Linked DNA regions of Sus scrofa: region 2 is linked to region 1. The links are chromatin contacts, called in public HiChIP or PLAC-seq maps. All regions are on one chromosome and are shown on one strand. The core of a region is the stretch at or near the end of the contact, and the rest is flanking DNA. Distances in the headings are between cores, read along the strand shown. Region 1 overlaps JAK2 (Janus kinase 2). Region 2 overlaps LOC106509181 (a long non-coding RNA gene).

The links. HiChIP or PLAC-seq counts read pairs in DNA pulled down with a chosen protein or histone mark.
Region 2: an H3K27ac HiChIP or PLAC-seq map of alveolar macrophages shows a contact between it and region 1. The contact joins two enhancer-like sites. A contact is called at or near these places in 1 of 5 promoter capture datasets (fetal liver) and 1 of 2 datasets of contacts at active chromatin or transcription factors (alveolar macrophages).

The regions. Positions count from the first base shown.
Region 1 is chr1:216,908,293-216,913,267 of Sscrofa11.1, forward strand. All of the region lies in intron 6 of JAK2 (Janus kinase 2), which reads right to left. Among named protein-coding and RNA genes, the nearest start is that of JAK2, 91 kb to the right of the region's middle. Within about 2 kb of position 2,684, at least 2 of the 83 cell types and tissues checked have an H3K27ac peak or open chromatin away from gene starts, as enhancers often do. A contact at or near this core is called in alveolar macrophages, where this site is marked.
Region 2 is chr1:217,219,838-217,224,812 of Sscrofa11.1, forward strand. LOC106509181 (a long non-coding RNA gene) reads right to left here. Exons shown (of 4, transcript XR_001306485.2): 3 at 2,193-2,301; 4 at 1-725. Among named protein-coding and RNA genes, the nearest start is that of AK3, 14 kb to the right of the region's middle. Within about 2 kb of position 1,889, at least 33 of the 83 cell types and tissues checked have an H3K27ac peak or open chromatin away from gene starts, as enhancers often do. A contact at or near this core is called in alveolar macrophages, where this site is marked.

The DNA of each region.
Region 1 (4,975 bases), core at 1,434-3,933:
CATTTATTTGAAAACAAAACAAGAATACTTAAAACCAAAGAGGAAAAGATATAAACGGGTAACGTGCAAATTAAATATGTACTTGTTTTGAAAGTACTCAGCAAAGGAGAAACTGAAGCTAGTTATTGAGAGAAGAACTTCAAAGAATAAAGGGAATTTTAACTATATTCATGATACGCACACTTAAAATCAGGTAAGTATGTAATATGTAAAACACACATTTAGTCTGCAAACATCAAAAAAAAAAAAAAACACAAAGCATTCTTATAACAGTCATATATACCTTTAAAAAGAGTAGGAGTTTTACAGTCATTAAAACTGGGATAAAGAAGCAGTGTTTCAAAAAATCGTATTAGGCATGATTATCAAAATTCAGTGTGCAGAAGAATAATTTGGAGAATGTAGAGTGGAGGATCACTGGTATAAGCAGCTGCTGGATCTGTTATAAGATAAATAAGGCCTGAGAATCTAATGTATAACATGGTGACTATAATTGACAACACTATTGTATAACTGAAATTTGCTAATAGAGCAAATGTTCTTAAATGTTCTCACACACAAAAAAGGGTGAATATACAAGGTAATAGATGTGTTAGTAAACTGGATAGGGGAAATGCTGTCACAATGTATATACACCATGATGTACACTTTAAATATCTTACAATTTTATATGTCAAATATACCTCAATAAAGCTTTTTTTTTTTTTTTTAACATCCACACCTGTCGTATATGGAAGTTCCCAGGCTAGGGGTCAAATCAGAGCTGTGGCTACAGGCCTATGCCAAAGCCACAGCAACAATGGATCTGAGTACAACTATGACCTATGCCATGGCTTGTGTCAAAACCAGATCCTTGGAGTTCCCATCGTGTCGCAGTGGTTAACGAATCCAACTAGGAACCATGAGGTTGCAGGTTCAATCCCGGGACTTGCTCAGTGGGTTAAGGATCCGGCATTGCCGTGAGCTGTGGTGTAGGTTGCAGACTCAGCTCGGATCCCGCGTTGCTGTGGCTGTGGCGTAGGCCAATGGCTATGGCTCTGATTAGACCCCGAGCCTGGGAACCTCCATATGCCATGGGAGTGGCCCAAGAAATGGCAAAAAGACATTAAAAAAAAAAAAAAAAAAAAAAACAGATCCTTAACCTACTGAACAAGTCCAGGGATTGAACCCACATCCTCATGGACACTGTTAATTCTTAAACCACTCAGCCACAAAGCTGAAACTTTAAAGAAATCTCCTACAACACTTATAAAAATTCATACTGGTAGGCTTCACCTCAGATTTAATGATTACAAATTCTTGGGTTGCAGTCTAAGAACCTTCAGTTTTAACAGGCACCTCAGTTAATACTAATTCAAGTAAAATGTGGACCCTTGAGAAATACTGATTCAGAATTATTTATAAATTTGATAATCTCTTTATCAGAAACTATGCCTCCAGGTGTTCTTTTCTTCTTTTTTTCTTTCTTTTTTTTTTTTTTTTTTTGGTCTTTTTGTCTCTTTAGGGACGTACATGTGGCATATGGAGGTTCCCAGGCTAGGGGTCAACTCCAACCTGTAGCCCCTAGCCTACACCAGAGCCACAGCAACGCACGATCCGAGCAGTGTCTGCGACCTACACCACAGCTCATGCTGGATCCTTAGCCCACTGAGCAATACCAGGAATTGAATCTGCATCCTCATGGATACTAGTCGAGTTCATTAACCACTGAGCCACAACAGGAACTCCTCCAGGTGTTCTTTTCATTTCTTTGACCATACCAAGTATTTTTAGAATAAATGAATAAATACGTGTTGAACACCAACCCTGCTGGGGCCTCCTCAAATAATACAAAGGCCCCTCCATGTCCCCTATCTCTTGTTTGTACAAAAGCTGAGGTATCCCAGGCCCCCCTGTGTCACAGAAAAGCAGGCTCAAGCAGTTAGTGACTGGGACAATAAAGTCACGGAATCCTTCAGTGTCTGATGCACATTCGAGTTGCTTTACAGATACTATAACTGCCGCCAGAGAGAAAAGGCTACCTGCATGATGACCAGTCTGAATCCACAACATAAGCTACTTCATCTTGAGTAATACTAAATCCATGGCTAGCACAATTCCAAAAATTGGCCTTAAGAGATGGGATTAACACTACTGTTCATAATAATGTGTAATTTACAGGTATCAAAATAATTGTAGCTTTCTCTGCCCATATATATAAGTGGGCAACTAAAATTGTCAGCAAAGAGATGCTATAGGCCCATGTCAACATTTTCCACTCTAATTAATATGGTACTCTATGTCAGGACAAGAAGTTATAGAAGACAGACCTTCATCCATAATCCCATAGAAACGGAATGATGTCTTACAATGAGGATTTGTAAGCGGTTCTTTGCAGGAAGCAGCTCTCTGGCGGGGGGCCCTTTTGTCCTGTCACTTTAGCAAAACTAAATATTAACTAACCTCCAGTTCAAGCACAACTTTCAGATCTTTTGACTACAAAATGCCTCACCTAACCTATTGATTCTTCTCTTTAATCTGAGAAGCAGGAATGAAGAATAAGTAAGATGATGACTAGATATTTTCCTCAGCTTCCCCTTCAGTAATCTCATGAACAGACTCTGAAGGAGATAGGATCTAAAGAAAGATCGCAAGGACTCAATAACCCTGAATACAGTGGGAGATTGCAAAAAAATCTGACCTCCTACATCAATGATTAACTGAGATTACTTCCGCTTTTTCTCTCTAAAGACTTCCATGGTCAAGCACAATCTTGAGAGTTGGTTCTGGGACATGAATCTGCCTTCTCTCCAAATGCCAGCCTCTTGCATAAAGCAACATTCCATTCCTACTAGTACTTTTCTCTCTGGTACTGGCTTTTGAGCAGCAAGCAGCCAAACCTCAGTTCGGTAACACTACGATAATTTCTGTAGTACTCCGACTCATTCAGTATATATTTTTTTCTTTCCAGGGCTGCACCTACAGCATATATATATATAAGTTCCCAGGCTAGGGCTGAATCAGAGCTGCACTTGCCAGCCTATACCACAGCCATGGAAATACCAGATCTAAGCCATGTCTGCTCAGATAGCTTGTGGCAACAGCTCCCTAACCCACTGGGCAAGGCCAGGGATCAAACCCACATCCTCATGGGTATTAGTTGTGTTCTTAACCCACAAGGGGAACTCCCTGAATAATTTCTTTTAATTATAAGATAAATTAGTACCCAGAATATAATGTATAATATGATGACTATATTTAACACTGCATATATGAAAGCTTTTAAGAAAGTAGATTCTAAGAGTTCTTATCACAATGAAAAAATTTTTTTCTTTCTCTTTTTTAGCATTTATATGAGATGATGCATATTGACCATATTGAATATGGCAATTATTTTATGAATATATAAGTCAAATCATTATGCTGTACACCTTAAAGTGTTATAGCATGTCAATTATATCTCAATAAAACAAGAATGAAAAACAAATCATTCCTTTTATCTCACAAATTGTGTTGCGCATAAGGAAAAGTTACCCATACAACATTTAATTATTATGAAATCAAAAAGAATAAAATACCTAGAAATAAACCTACCTAAGGAGGTAAAATGTATACTCTGAAAACTAAAAGGTGATGGATGATGAAAGAAACTGAAGATCACACAGATGGAAAGATATACCATATTACTGGATTGGAAGAATTAATATTATTAAAATGACCATACTACCAAAAGAAGTCTACAGATTCAATGCAATGCCTACCAAATTATCAATGGGACTTTTCATAGAACTAGAACAAAGAATCTAAAAATTTGTATGAAAACACAAAAGACCCCAAACAGTCAAAAAAGTATTGAGAAAGAAGAATGGACCTGGAGGAATCACATTCCCTGACTTCAGACTATACTACAAAGCTACAGTCTTCATTACAGTATGGTACTATAACAAAAACAAACACATATCAAAGAAATAGAATAGAGGCCAGAAATAAACCCATTCACTTATGGTCAATTTATCTACAACCAAGAAGCCAAGACTATACAATGGAGAAAAGACAGTCTCTTTTTATAAGTGGTGCTGGGAAAACTAGACAGCTACATAAAAAAAATAAAATTGGAACATTCTCTAACACCATATACAAAAATAAACTCAAAATGGATTAAAGATCTAACATAAGACTGGAAACCATAAAACTCCTAGAGGAAAACTCAGGTGGAGCACTCTCTGCCATAAAATTGTACCAATATTTTTTTTTATCTGTCTCCTAAGGCAAAGGAAATCAAAACAAAAATGAACAAATGAGACCTAATTAAACTTAAAAGCTTCTGCACAATTAAGGAAACCATGGACAAACTGAAAAGACAAAGCTACTGAAAGAGAGCAAATATTTGCAAATGATATGACTTATAAGTTGTTAATATCCGACATATACAAATAGCTCATATAACTCAACATCTAAAAGACAAACAACCTGATTTAAAAACGAGCAGAAAAATGGAATAGACATTTTTCCAGAGAAGAAATGCAGATGGCCAACAGGGACATGAAAAGATGCTCAAATCTTTTCATCAGTCATCAGGGAAGTGCAAATAAAAACCACAATGAGGAGTTCCCACTGGAAACAAATCTGACTAGGAACCATGAGGTTTCGGGTTCAATCCCTGGCCTTGCTCAGTGGGTTAATGATCCAGCATTGCCATGAGATGTAGTGTAGGTCACAGACATGGCTAGGATCTGGCGTTGCTGTGGCTCTGGCGTAGGCCGGCAGCAACAGCTCTGATTAGACCCCTAGCTTGGGAACCTCCATATGCCATGGGTGCTGCCCTCAAAAGACCAAAAAAAAAAAAAAATGCAATGAGCTATCACCTCCTACCTGTCAGACTGGCTATCATCAAAAAGAACACAAATGACAAATGTCAGCCAGGATGTGCAGAAAAGCAAACCCTTGTACACTCTTGTTGAGAATGTAAATTGGTTTAGCCACTGTAGAAAACAGT
Region 2 (4,975 bases), core at 639-3,138, 310 kb after region 1:
CGAGATGGGGAATATGAGAGAACAGTTGATTTGGGGATTAAAATTAGGAGTTCCATGTTACACCTCTTCAATCATCTAAGAAGATGGAGGGAACAGCCCTGGGACCACAATATTAACAGCCACCAGGGAATAGGGTCCCGTGAACCCACCACTTAAACCCAGCTCTCCTAGAGAGAACCCAACCCTCTGGGCAGCCAGTGACTGATCCTCATCCCTGCTGGGGACCCAACCCAGAACAGCTTTGACATTGGCTGGGTAAGTTTATTTTCTATAGCCTCCAGGACAGGAAGAGTCTGATCAAAGCTCTTCCCTAGTAGAACCTGCTCCTAATCCTCTCCTGGCTTAAGGGATGAGGATTTCTCCCTTGGCATCCAGTGGGGCCACTCTCTCTAGACTGTCTGTGAGATAGAAGGGGAGCTCCTCCCTCCTATCCTTCCAAGGGCAGGATCCCTTCCAGGAGGAAGCATTGCCCACCACTATTCAATGTTTTTATTTTATTTTATTTTTTTAATTTTTTTCCACTGTACGTCATGGGGACCAAGCTACACATACATGTATACGTACATTTTCCTCCCATTGTTGTGTTGCGATGTAAGTACTAGACATAGTTCTCAATGCTACACAGCAGGATCTCATTGTAAATCCATTCCAAGAGCAATATATTCGATGTTGATCAGGAGAAAGTAGATCTTCCTCTCTCTGATCTGAAGGATGTGACCTCCCTGCTATGAGCAGAGAGAGGCAAGGTCAGCCCCTCCCTGGTCCACAGCCTGAGTCCTGGCATCGTGTCCTGTCCAGCACTGTCGGCCAGGGCCTGTCCCATGGGGATAGGGCTTCTGGCTAAATGATTTCCTGCCCTCCTCCAGACAGCCCTTCCTAGACTGCATGAGCCAGATCTGCCTCCTTTGCTATAACACATGTTCGGCTGGCTATTCTCACGTCAGCCACCTGGGTGAGTCCTTTGACTTCCTGGAGGGAGACAACACTGGTAGTGCTGCTCTTTTATCACTCAGGCTACCCAGAATGTGCAGAACACATTCTCTGAGGCCCAGTGCTCAGTCTGGCCAGAGACCATCACTGCTGCCTGCAGCTAGGGCCGACTTGGCTCTCCTGCTTCCAGGAGATAGCTCCCTTGGAAGCAGAGCAGCCCTTCCTCCTGGGCTGGGGGAGGAGACATGGGACAGAGAACATCTGCCACCAGATGCTCTCCAGCTTGGTGCTCTTCAACCTCTAGGCCACTGACCTCATCCAAAGTAGTTGTTGGCCCACCCCCCATCATGAGGACAACCAAACCCCTGTGGGGGATCTGGGAGGATGCCCTTGGCTGATGCCCAGGAGCCACCAGGAACTCCCATCTTCCTTGTGCCACGCCCCCCACCCCCACCCCACCTAATGACTTTTGAACTTGACAGTTCAAGGAATAAAAACAAAGGGAAAGCGAAACTGAATTTTCTCTCATTTCTTATAAGCACTTCCATCTCAGTTACACTAGGTCATTCAGAATTTGAAAGTTCTTTCCACCATGTCGAAATTTGTGTGATGCCTTTAAATTGTACCTTCCTAGCAAGACTGAGACAAGACCATGCTGAAAGGAGGGGTTTTGTTTCTCCTTCTTTGTGTCTATCTTTGCATCTACAGCTCCCCTCAGTTCCCAGAGCTAGAGCACTGGGAAGACCCTCCCCCGCCCCCTTCTCTCCTAAGGGCCTTGACAGAAAACTCCATGCTGGGAGGAAAAGAACTCAGCCTCTAGCTCTGGCCTCCCTGATAGTCTTCCCAGAGCCCCACGCCAGCCTTATCGGTTATTTACACGAGGATGCCCCTGGGGGCGAGAGAGTAGGCTGGAAGGGGGAGGAAGAGTGGTCTGTGGGGCGCCTGGCTTCTAGACTTGGAGGCTCACTTCCAACACCTCAGGAGAATAAAGTACTCAGCCCAGGAGGAAGACTTGGGCTTTCAGACTTTGTATTGTGAGGGAAATAATTTTAAAAGGTTAGTCACACAGGCATTTGACAGTCTAAAGGAAACATGGATGACTAACAGAATTACAGGATGGCTCCACCCTCTCACTGAAATGGCATATTCTTTTGAATGCTTTGGGTAATTTCACAACATTTAGTGCTTTCTGGGAGCAGCTTTGCTATCCAGAGGATGGAAAAAAGGGGTAATTAGAATATCCTTCCCATCTCCTGTATTACCTGCTCAGCTCTCTTCTGCGACCAGCCACTTTCCACATGTTTTTCTTGTCTAAGCCTTCATGTCTTCCGAAATCAATTTATCCATGCAAGTGGGACAATGATGGACAAACTGGGTAGAAAAAAAAAAATCAATTACGTGGCAGTTGAGTCTTGAATTCCTGTAAAACAGTTCCCCTCTTCCTCCTCCCTCTCACATAAAAGCATGTATGTTGACACATCGCCATCTGCTGGTATCTGGAATCACAGTAGCTGAATATTTGCTTTATATTTGTGTTGCCTTGTCCAGTGCTGCTCATTTCACTCATTCATTCCGAACACGTTCATTGTGTGCCCTCTTTGTGCCAGGCACCAGGCTAGATGCTAGAAGTACAAGAAAGAACGGCCACTGCTTTCTCTAGTGTGGTCAGAACCTGGGCACAAGTCAGAATCATCTCAGGAAGTTTGTAAAATGCAGACTCCTGGGCTCTGCCTGAGAAGATTCTTGAGTTAGCGGGTTTGAGGAAACTGTATATTAAACAAAATTTCCAGGTGATTCTGAAGTAGAGAGTCCACAAACCTTATTTTGAGGAAAACTAATGACAGAGAAATAGACAGTGGAATCCATTACTGCAATATATAGCCAACGCATGCCGCATACTATGGACAGGGTCTACTGGAGATACAGAGAAAGGATGTCTAATCAGACTATGGAATATATTGGGGAAGGCTTCTCAAAAGGTAAGACTCTAGACAAACAGGAGTTGATGAGGTGAAGAAGAAAAGCAGAGGGCACAGGCAGAAGGTGCAACACGTGCAAAGGCAAGAGGGTATGAAACTGTGCAGTCCCTTCAGGTAGTGCGTGAAGCTAGTTTGAAGTGGAGCAGAGTGTCATAAAATAAAAAGCCTGGAATACTAGCCTAACTTTATCCTAAAAGCTCTGGGAAATGCAGAAACTTTTTAAGCAGGAGAATGACTTGGTCAGATCTGCATTTTAGAAAAATCCCTCTGGGAACACTAAGGGTGCAGGACTAAAAGCAGGGGATTCTTTGGGAGAAAAGTGGCAGGGCTTTGAGTGGAGGCAATGGCAGAGAATGAAGAGGAGAGAGCAGATCAGGAGGCATAAAGAAGGTACTGACACACAGGGCAGGGAGCAAGTGAGAGTGGCCCAAAGGTTAAATCTAAGGGCTCTGGCTTGGGTAACCAGATGTTGTTTCCCAAGTCAAGGCCCATGAAGGAAGGGACAGGGTTTGGGAGGGGCAGGGAAGAATAGGAGAGACACCAAAAGAAATGAAGAAATGGACAGTGTTCCTTTCAATATAATTGTCACTGCCCTCCACTGCCCTCTGCTGTGTGATCTTAATTCTTCCTTAACCCACCATGCCATGCCTTGGTTGTTTCTTCTGTAAAACATCATATGGAAGTTCCTGGGCTGGGGTCGAATAGGAGCTGCAGCTGAGGCCTATGGCACAGTCACAGTAACGGGATCCAAGCTGCATCTATGACCTACAGTGCAGCTTGCAGCAATGCTGGATCCTTAACCCACTGAGCGAGGCCAGGGATAAAACCCGTATCCTCATGGAAACAACATCAGGTTTTTAACCCACTGAGTCACAATGGGAACTGTTGTGAGGATTAAATGAGTTAATACATGCAAGGGACTTAACAAAAGTGCCTAGCACATAATGACAATGGATGTTAACTATTATTTTTAAATTTGTACGTATTATTCATAATAAACCTTATTGCCAGATTACTAATTGTGGTGCTTGGACCATTGCTCCCGATGCTTTATTCTCTCCTTGTTTTAGAACTTTATGTCCATGTCCTCTGCTGAATGACTTTGCTCTAGTATGGTGAACACTCCCCTGTTTGGTATCCATGACTTGCTCTGGCCAGCACAGTATTAATGACACTGTGACACTACCAGAGGCTTTAAATGTGCTCTAGAGATTTGGCTTGCTCTTTTGTGCTTAGGCCATACACCAAACATGACCTTGTTAGGCCACTGGGCCTAGAATGATGAAGACCAGAGAGCAGCCTTAACCCAGAGGAGGGCCAGCCAACCCAGAGACTGGTGAACAAGAAAATAAATGTTTTTGGTTGTGTGTTGCTAAGATATGAGCGTTGTTGTTAAAGAGCATTATGATAACAATTGTGAACGAATACACTGATATGAGCAAACATTCTCTGACCAAATTTTTATATTGATTCAGAAACTCTCGCGTCTCTACCATAGGTTCCTTGCCAGCAGAGGCTGCCTAGGTATCCCAGATCACTGACAATATACCAGGCCTTTTTAGCTCTTTCAAGAATAGTCATTTTAGAGATTTCCTAACCTGTAGCCATTTAAGGGTTACTTTGGGTGTCTTCATGTTCACAAGAAGAGAGGCACTGAGCCGGAAAACTAGCAGGTGCCCAACCCACTTCTGCTTATACCCTTCCTTCCCCTTGACCAAGCTCAACTCATGGCCCTGACCACAAGATGACCCAACAAAGCTAAATTTAATTGTATGGGCTCAACTTGACTTCCAACCCTCCGAGAGCAGCACTGTTCACAAAGCCATTCTCTGTGTGGAATGGTTACTGGAATGGGTCTTCTTTCTCCTGTTGTCTGACATTAAATATTCACTTAAACTGGCTGCCTATCAGTTTTCCATCTGCAAAATAGAGATAAGTAGGACCAGCCCCTAATCATTATCTACTTGTAAGAACCAAATGAGAAAGCACTTTCAAAACTGTAAAATGGAATATAGGTAGTAAGTCCTATCACTCAGTGCTTCCTTACTGGGCGAGAGTGGTGGGGA